2 separate regions of the Gossypium hirsutum genome follow, and region 1 is linked to region 2. A link is a contact called in public Hi-C data. All regions are on one chromosome and are shown on one strand. The core of a region is the stretch at or near the end of the contact, and the rest is flanking DNA. Distances in the headings are between cores, read along the strand shown.

Evidence for each region. A called contact is a pair of places that touch in the nucleus more often than the background predicts.
Region 1: a Hi-C map of hypocotyl shows a contact between it and region 2, with 3 times the contacts expected there. The contact joins the enhancer-like site here to the promoter of LOC107927263 in region 2. A contact is called at or near these places in 5 of 34 Hi-C or Micro-C datasets (anther, fibers, hypocotyl and 2 more).

What each region holds. Positions count from the first base shown.
Region 1 is chrA11:113,904,526-113,909,392 of Gossypium_hirsutum_v2.1, forward strand. It overlaps LOC107886257 (a long non-coding RNA gene), which reads right to left. Exons shown (of 2, transcript XR_005904486.1): 2 at 4,338-4,829. Among protein-coding and RNA genes, the nearest start is that of LOC107886257, 3.5 kb to the right of the region's middle. Within about 2 kb of position 2,361, at least 3 of the 9 cell types and tissues checked have an H3K27ac peak or open chromatin away from gene starts, as enhancers often do. A contact at or near this core is called in hypocotyl and leaf, where this site is marked.
Region 2 is chrA11:113,809,257-113,814,537 of Gossypium_hirsutum_v2.1, forward strand. It overlaps LOC107927263 (protein NOI4), which reads right to left and starts at 1,970. Exons shown (of 3, transcript XM_041079963.1): 1 at 1,647-1,970. The coding sequence starts at 1,652.

The sequences.
Region 1 (4,867 bases), core at 1,111-3,610, 96 kb after region 2:
TCATGCATTTTCATGGTTTAATTAAATGGTTTACATTGTTTTCCTTTTCCTATTTATATGTTTGTTGCTTGTTTGTCGCACTTAAATGTTAACTTCGTATTTTGAGATACTTTGGAGCTTGATGTTAATTCTTTGTTCTTCATTGCTTTATATTTTTGGACTAACCATTTTCTATCTCCTTACGCTTTAGTTTGGTTTGTTTTGATATAACAAAAGGAAGGAGAAAATGTAAATTGGTTGGTAATTCATCTCTACAAATTTGTGACCATTTTTCAAAAACAAAATCGAGCCTTTAATTGAAATTGATTTTAAAAAAGGAGAGTACTTTATTCAAAAATAAATTTACCACAATGTTTTGTTATATAAAAAAGGGAGAGATTGTTAAGTTAAGTTTTAATTTGATAAAAGTGTTGATATAACAAATATAATGTTTTTGAATAAAACTTGTTTTTGAAATAAAATTTGATAAATTTCAAAGTAAAAATTTGTTTCAAAATATTTGTAAGAGATAAAATTTTAAATATAATCTTTCAAACACTTACAAAATATTTTGGAACTTGTTCAAATTGATTAACAAAATTTTCAAACATTTATCAAGTGTTAAAATGCTCACAGGGGATCAAAGTATCGATACCCTATATAAGGTATCTACACCTCTGCCTGGTATGGATACCAATTTAAGCTTCAAAGTTATCGATACCGATACCCTCTCCAAGGTATCGATTCCTCATAGCAAGTATCGACACATCCTATATTGTATCAATACAATAGGCTTTAACGACCACTTAATTGAGGCATTAAATACCCAAAGTATTGATACCCTCCAGAGGTATCGATACTGTCGAAACCATTTTTTATTTTGAAAAACGGGGATCGACTTTAAAACGAAGATGGAGTCGCCACCGATCCTTTTTGTTTAGGTGTGATCAGATCACATAATAAAATATTTTATTTCATTAGAATATTGACTTTGGCATATGAAAATCAAGAAAATGAGTTCGGGAGTACGTTACGTACGAGAAAGGATTAACACCCTCGCAACGCCTAAAATTGGTACCTAATTGATTAATTTATGTCTTAATGTCGAAAAATTTGAAAAGATTTTAAAATATAATTTATTTTAAAAGCATTTGAATAACTTGAATTAGATGTTAAGATTCTCTTGTCCCAAGGAAATAAAAATATCATATCCAGCACGTTAGAGTACGACCTTTTGAGCCCTCGGAATCAAGATCATCTTTTGATTTTTGAAATTCATGCATGGAAATTTTAAAAGGATATTTAGCTATTTGGTCAACGGGAAATCGAAACTCAACACGTTAGGGCACGATTCCTCGAATGTCTAAACACGAAATATTGCCTTGTTTTTTAATTGAAGAAAAACACGAACAGAATTTTAAAAGGGTATTTGGTCATTTGGTCAAACGGGAGATCGAAACCCAGCACATTAGGGCACGATTTCTCGAATTTCCAAACACGAAATATTTTCTTATTTTCGAAAGGTCTCTTTATTCACTATTTAAAATAAAAAAGAGTTGATGATTTAATTAAAAGATAATTGATTGGACTAAAACATTTAAATGGCCATTCATAGTAAAAGAAATTTACAACATGCATAATATGAATATGACAATAACAACGAAAACGGTAATAACAACTATAACAATAATAAATCATGCAGGTAATGGCAAAAGCATTAAGGACATACTAAAAGCACAATAGAATAAAAATAAAGTAATAAAGGATAATAATAGGAAAAAATACATGGTTAATGACAAAAACACAAAAAGGAAACAAAAGAAAACAAAAAAAAATGGCAAAAGAAGAAAACAAGAAAAATAAGAAATAAAAGGAACAATTTAAATATAAAAAAGGACTAAATTTAAAATAAAATATCTTTAAAAATATATTAGAGGATATACATAAATGATAAAATAAGATATATATAATTTTAGGTAATACTAGTGTTGCAAAAGTAAATAATTTGGTAACATAATAATAAAATAAATAAGTAAAACAAAAAGAAAGTATAATAATATTATTTAATTTAATGATAAAGTAACAAAAATAACAAAGAAAGGATTAAATTGAATTTTTAAACAAAAAGTGAGGCAAATCTGAAATACGAAGGAAATGGGAGGACTGATTTGAACACGCGAATAATATGGAGGGACTAAAAGGGAAATTCTCCCTTCTCCACCAAAACGGCGTCGTTCATATAAGGACTAAAATGTAAGCGCAGTAAATTATGGGGTAAAGATTAAAGAATAGAAAAATGCGATGGGAGCTGATTGAAATACATTGTAAAAGCGGAAGGACTCAAGCATAAATATCCCAAAAGCCAAAAGAAACTTGTGGATCCTTCATCAATCGGGTCGGGTCGCACGGGTTTTGGCGTGAAACGACGCTGTTTAAGCGTCTAGGGGAAACAGTCAAAATGGTGCCGTTTCAAACATTTATTTAAACCAAAAAAAAAATTTAACTTCATTTCTGCCTAATGCCTTAAAAAATTTTCAAAACACTGTTTTTTCTCCTAATTAGGCCATCGAACCCAGCGAGATCCACGGTGGCCACCGGTCGCCGGCGACGAGCTCCGCCATGCCCGGTGGCCGAAAATCACAAAAAAAAGCCTCCATTTTAACTCTAGACCTAGATCTAAGGGTGAAAACCTTAAAAAGGCTCCCATTTACCACCTTGCGTTTTGAAACCCGAACAAAACTCCAATGAGTTTCTGGGGCTTTCACGACAGAGGAAAAACTCCGATGGTGGCGAAGGACAAAGGAAGCGGTAAGTTTTTCTTTTTATTATTTCCTTTATAAAATATATGTGACAATACACAAAGAAACAGAGAAATGAATCACCTTTTCGACTTGAAAATTTCAGTTTTTCTATTGATTGCTTTGTATGCGTAAAAAAATACATAGATTATTACATGGCTTTTATAGCCGAAAATAGAGAAAAAAAAAGGAAAATACAAATTTGTTTGTTTTTCCTCTTTGTTGTGCTGTTGTTTTTGCATTTGCTTGCAGGTGCTTGGCCAGCTGTGGCGTACGGAGGAGGCGACGTGGCGCGCGGTGACATGGAGGGTACGGAGCCAGGCTATGGGCGCACGGAGGTCATACATGGGGGTGTTGGCTGCGGCGCACCTAGGGAACCTAGGGTTTCTGAAAGTGTTTTAATTTTGGGCCATTTGGGCCATGTATTTCTGGTCTAGGTTTTAGGTTTGTGTATTTGGATTAGGTTTATTGCTGGGCTTGTTTAGTTTTTGTTGCTGGGCTATGTAAGAAATGGACTGATGGACTTTAATCTATTTTGGTTTTTTTGTTTTGTTATCTAATCATTTCATGGGCCCGGGCAAATTGGGCCATTTACAGATACATGTTTTTAAATGCCAATGTTGATATGTAAGAAATGATCACTTTGTCGCTAAGATCTGTTACATCCCAAACGACAATCCGACGTGACAGTTAAAATAAGTTTTAACTGCCAATATTGATATTCAGCTAGGATGAGAAAAGTTAAATTTTTTTATGCAAATAGAATACAAAATTTTACCCTAAAACTCAGTTTTCTTTGGTTTAAAAAGACGGAACAATTGTTTTTTTTTTATCATCAAAGAAGAGAAATGGACATACCAACCTCTATATATGCTTGCTATTGTGGTTGCCTACAATAAACAAATAAAAAAAGATAAAACATATCTTTTTTGTCTGTCACTTATAACAAAAAAAACAAAAAGATAGACCACCTTTTTGCAAAAATATATATATATATAATATTTGAACTCAAAACTCAAGTAAAGAACAAAAAAACCCCATTATTTACTGTAATCTATGCTTGGACCCTCCATTGAATTGATCATTTGTTCTTCCATTTTGAATAAAAAATCCAATCAATTGATGGAGCACCCAATTTGATTTTTACTATTCGATTCAACAAAGATGACGATAAAAATGGATGGTTTTTTCAGTCAAAATAAAAATGAAAATTAAAAGATAGAGGAGACCAAAAGTTATTTTTTTTCAGTTCAAGGATTAATTTGATGCATTGGTTTTGATTATTTCAGGAAACCAAATTAATATTTTCCTTTAATTAATATATAAAATTCAATTAATTAACTTTATTTAATTAAAAAACCAATTAATTTACTTGGCTAGACATTCATGTTGACATTTAAAACTCATTTTAACTGTCACGTAGTATTGCCGTTTGAGGAGTAACGGATCTTAACAACAAAGCGACCATTTCGTAACAAAATGATAATGTAAGTGACTACACATTTGAAACATAAGTGACTAAATATAATCTGAGGCAAACGAAAGTGACTATTTTAATAATTTACCTATAATTTTTTAATTCCTTTTATTAAAAAAAACCTTTTACTACAAATTTACTTCTTCGGAAACATGGTTGGATGTATACTAACATCAGCAAAGTGTAAAGAAGGCTTGAGGCATAAATGTATTTTTAATTTTAACTTTGTGATTTCAATAATTAAAGCTGTGATTGGTTACCACACAATTAATTATAATACCAATATGTCTTGAGAACTTCCATAGCCTTTTCATAATTCTCGGTGCCATTATAATACTGGCAATGCTTGATATTCTCTCGACCTTCTGCAACAATGCTTGATATTCTCTCGACCTTCTGCAACATTGATCATTTGTGCATAGAGATTCACTCCTCCAGTAATGCCCATATTTTTATCAGCTTTTCTTACCTTCAGAATGTTTTCAAGCCCTTGTAAGCAAACTGTAAAAACCTCTGGATCGAAGTAGCAGAGAAGATCACACAATTGCTTGATGCAACCTTGACTTACAAGGAATCTGAAATATGTGACATGCCAAGATGAGATAGTTTATCA
Region 2 (5,281 bases), core at 720-3,219:
TTACCACGATGGTTCCAAACTCTAATAAAGGGAAAAACCAGGATATTACAAACAACTCTTCATTGTTTTCCATATAGGTCACCCTACTTATTAGCATAACCATGGAAGATATTTTTCACTTTCTAGGTCTTTATAGAATTATGGTTTCTTCAAATAGAACAAGAGTAGATCTATTCTGTTCCGAACTAGCAAGCAATCACATGCAACTTATCTCTAAATGCCAACAAAGCTCCTAAATGATAGCTGCTAGATACCGTACGGCTCTTACATAACTTCAGCTTCAACATGATTAAAGTAAATTTCATTTAATAAAAGCAAAAGCAATCGGGATGTTTTGCAATAGGGCAAACAGAAGTAATTTCAGCCGAGCTCGTATTGAAATCTATTCAGGAATCTTACAGCAGTCAGGTAAAAAGGCATGTTGCAATTTGAGTTATTACAGTCCGTTGTAGGCCTAAATAGATGGCATAGTTTAAATTAACCAAACACCGGTTAATGATCACTTACGTAAAGCAATCCGAAAGAGAACCTGCCCTAAGACCAATCATAAATGATTCATGGGTACCTATTTTAAGCTACTGTATAATCAATACTCATTCACTTGAGACAACTTTTATTGAAGGGAGATGTTAGGTGTGTAGGAAAATGAGAGTTAGCCAATGCATAGATAGTGACAATACAACAAATTACATGAATCGCAACCACCATTAAAGGAGATAAAAATATACTACAGAAAAACACAACCAAGTAATTTGAAAGATACATTAAAAGCTTAAATTATCTTGAAAAAAGAGATTAAAAAGAGTCTGCCAAAACGTCAAACTTGAATCAGGATAAACTAGAAATCGAAAACCAAAATTAATATCATGGGAATCCAAGCATAACTTAGTCAGACATTTCGAAAACTAACATTGCCATATACCCCATAAGGAAACTTAGAGAAGGTGAATTGAATAATCAACAGGTCGATATGAAAAATTTGTCTACTTTTCAGAATTTGATCATATGTATAGGCCATGACATTGAAGAACAAGCTTCCATTTCCAGATTAGAATATCAAATACTTCCAAAGTAACAACAAAATGCCCTGTGAAAATACCCAGCAAAAGCTAATTTTCTTAAGGAACAAACTTCAATGAATATCCATAACAAAATTAGTAGTACATTAAAACAACTCACATATTTTCTAAAGCATTTTCTTTTCAATCCTTTAAGAAAGATAATTCCAACCATAAACCATGCTATCACACAAGTGAATTGCTTAAATGGTATTCAATTCATCAATCAAACATAAAACAAAAAGGCTCAAAACCAGCTTCCACCAAAACCCATCAAATGAGACAGCGACAAAATGATAAAGTGAAGTGTACAATTCTAATCAGTAAAAAAAATCTTGCCCAAAATGATAACGAAATAAACTTTTGATCAGCAACAAAATCGATATCGATTCTTTAAGAAAAAACAAAAAGGAAAAACATTAAAAACCCAGAACAAAAGAACCCATAAAATATATGAATCGCAACAACCCAAAGCTCGTATCCATTGAAAAGAAAAGTAAATTTAATCAGACAACAAAAATTAAACATTTTTATAACAAATTTAAACAGGAAATGAAAGAGAAAAAAAACCAAAAAAGATTTGCTTACCGACATGAATTCTTGAGAGAGAGAAACTTTTTATTGTGATGGAAAAAAGAGAGATATGGGAAATTAGAGAGAGAGAAAATGAGAGTTTTTTAGAGTGAGATTGAAAGATATTCAATAGAATGGAATGGAATTTTGGGGAGGAAAATGTGAAAGAGAAAAAGAGACTGGTCGGAGGGGGGATAACCAGCGTTAGTTTTAACGGATAAACGGGGAGGGGGAATTGGTGGAATTGAACCGGAGGCGTAGATGACACCGTTAAATATAACGGAACGATAAGATGAGCTGGCAGACGGCTTGATGATAATTGTTGGGTTTTTTAAGACTAAATAAATTAATAAATAAATTTGTATTTATATTTTTTTCTAAATAACCCTAAATAAATGGTTAATTTTATTGGTTAGCTTAAAAATATTGACTCGATGAGATCGGACAAAAAAAAAAAGATATGTTTAGAAAATGAGCTAAGCCTCGAGTAAAATATTTTGGTCTGAGTCTGGTCCGACCTAAATTTGTAAAATAGAAAAACTGTTATTTTGCTGTTGTTTTTTCATTGTTATGCTGTTATTATTTTGTTGTTATTGTTTAAATATTATAGAACTCTTGTTTTGTTGTTAATTTTGTTATTATTTTACAGGCATTTAATTGTTATTGTTAATTTTGTTATTGTTTAAACATTTATTTTAATATTTTTAGTATTTTTGATATATTATATTTTTTATTTTTTATATAAAAAAATAAAATAAAAATTTTAATACGAATTAGGCCCAGATTTAACATCTATAATTTGAGTCGAACTTGAGTAAATTTTAATCCTATTTTTTAGGTCGGACAGGACTCGAGCCTAGAATTTTATTAGAGCCAATTTCGAAGTTAACTTGACCTATTGACAGATCTAATAAAATTAGTATCAGAACTCAGTCACTTGTATTTTTAAAGAAATCTTATATAATTGAATAGTATATCACATTATCTTCATTATGGTAATTTATTCTATTTTTACACCATTAATTTATACATTAAAGATGAAGATAGAAAGAATTATAATTAATATTTAAATGTAGTTTTATTTTACGGTTAAATGTAAAATTAGTACCTAAATTTATCTATTTTTATTAGATTGATATCTAAATTTTTTTTCTTTAATTTGGTACTGAGTCTAATGATATTAAAATTTTACTGACGTGGTAGCACTGAATACTAATGTGCCGTGTCACACTTCTAAAACCCTTTTGTATTTTTTAATAAAAAAATTTAAAAACAAAAATTAAAAAAAAAAGGAAACTATTGAGATTGCCCAAATTCAAAGCTTTTTCCCCAGAAAATATCGACTGCAACTTCGATTCTTCTTCTTCTTCGTCAAATTTTCAATTTTTTTTTTGTTTTGCTTTTTGGTTGTGAATTTAATCATTCCTTCTTGATTTAAATCCTCCCTTTTTATTTTTCTTATTCTTTTTGGTTTAAATCGAAACCCTAGACCCAAAATCAAAACCCCTATTTCTCTTCCCTTCCCTTAATCTCTCACCACCTCCTCTCTCTCTCTCACAGATTTTTCTTCGTTTCTTTCTATATCTTTGGGGTTTTAATTTCTTCTTCATCTTATCGTTGTTTTATCTATTATATCTAGCTAGGGTTTTTTCTTCTTTTTTTGTTATGTCAATTTTTGTAAATATGGATCAACCCAATGGCAAACTTCATAACAACTTCTCCTTTCCTCAATTTCCTCTTTTCTTTTTCAATTTCCTCATGTCGAGTAACTTTGTATTGTGTCTTATTGATGAGCGTATTCGAGTATTTATACATGCTATTATAGCTCATAGTATGACTCTACTCTCTTATCTTGACTCCACCATTCCTAATACTAACATTCCGTGTGGATCTCAGACTTGTTGAACTCGTGTTTCACTCTAAGTTGTTTGTGGAGTACGCAGTCCTTTCTATTATTAGCATTGACATTTCGTGCGAGCTCCAGGTCTTCTTGTTTTTATCTTAAACAAAACAAAGGTTTTTTTTTTATGTTTCTTGCATTTGATGGTTATGAAGCTATATGTTATCCTGGTTGATCACGTCTATGCTACTGTTTAATTGCTAAATTAGTTAATGATTTTGCAAATAATGCGCTTTTTGATGCATCCCAGTATGAATTTTTTGGTCAAAATGCTATGGAAGAAGTGGAGTTAGGGGTCTAGAAGATAATGAACAGGATGCAAAAAGTGGGGTTTCTTATTATTATTCCTTTGTCTTTTTGGTTTTCCTTTAGAAACCTAGATATTGGGGTGGGGTTTAACAACGTAAAGGTGATGAAAGGGAAAGAAAAAACCAAAGGGATAATGGATAAGGCATAAGATGAATCAACGGGTCAAAGGAGTCTTGGGAGTGCGAGTGCGACACGTGGTGGCATGCGAGTGGTCAGCGTTGCCACATCAGCAAAATTTTAACTCTGTTAAACTCAGGGTTCTAAACTAGTGGACAGAAAAAAGTAAAGGTACCAATCTAGGACAAAGAAACCTATAGGTACTAATCTGAGAGAAGTAGATAAGTTCATGTACTAATTTAATATTTAACCCTTATATTTATTAAAATATTTTTAAATTTAAAGAGTAATTTAAATTATTGATCTAATTTAATACTCAATTTTAGAAAATAATCAAAATTAATAGGATTAATTTATGGATAATTATCATAGTTTTTCAATTTTAGATTAAAAACCCTTATTTTAGAAAAATAAAAATAAATAAAAATGTGATAAATTTGGGGTAAATTATTGAAATAGTTATTTTTGTTCGCCTCATGTTATATTTTAGTTACTTATGTTTGAAATGTTGCATTTTAGTCAATTATGTTATTGTTTTGTTACGTAATGATCACTTTGCTGCTAAGATCTGTTACATCCCAAACGGCAGTCCAACGTAACAGTTAAAATAAGTTTTAAATGCCAATGTGGATATTCAGCTGTAGAGCTGATCATGGGTCAGGTCGGGCTGAGCCCAAACAAAATTTTAGGCCCATTTTCTAGGCCTGGGTCTAGCTCGGCCCGAAATATGTGCCTAAAAAATTGTCTAAGCCAGACCCAAAAGAAAATTGCTAAGCCTGAGCCCGATCTTGCTGGCCCATATTAAAATTTTTTAGCTTATTTTATTAAATAAAAAATTAAAATATAATAAATCAAATACATTTAAAAACATAAATGATACTAAAACAATTCTTAAAACAATACACAAATTGAAAGTGAAAGTGAAATTAGAAACGTAAAGTTAAAATTTTAAAATGATTAAAAATAAAATAAAATATTTATTATATAATTCGGGCCGGGCTGGGCCCAGGCCAAAAATATCTTGCCTGAGGCCCGACCCATTTTCTAAACGAGCCTCATTTTTTCGTCTAAGCCCATTTTTTGAGCCTATATTTTTGTCTAAACCCTCTTATTTAAAAAAACCCCATTATTTACTGTAATCAATGCTTGGATCCTCCATTGAATTGATCCTTTGTTCTTCCATTTTGAATAAAAAATCCAACCATTTGATGGAGCACCCAATTTGATTTCTACCATTCGACTTAACAAAGATGACGATGAAATGGATGGTTTTTTCAGTAAAAATTCAAAACAAAAATTAAAAGAAAAAGGAGACTAAAGGTTA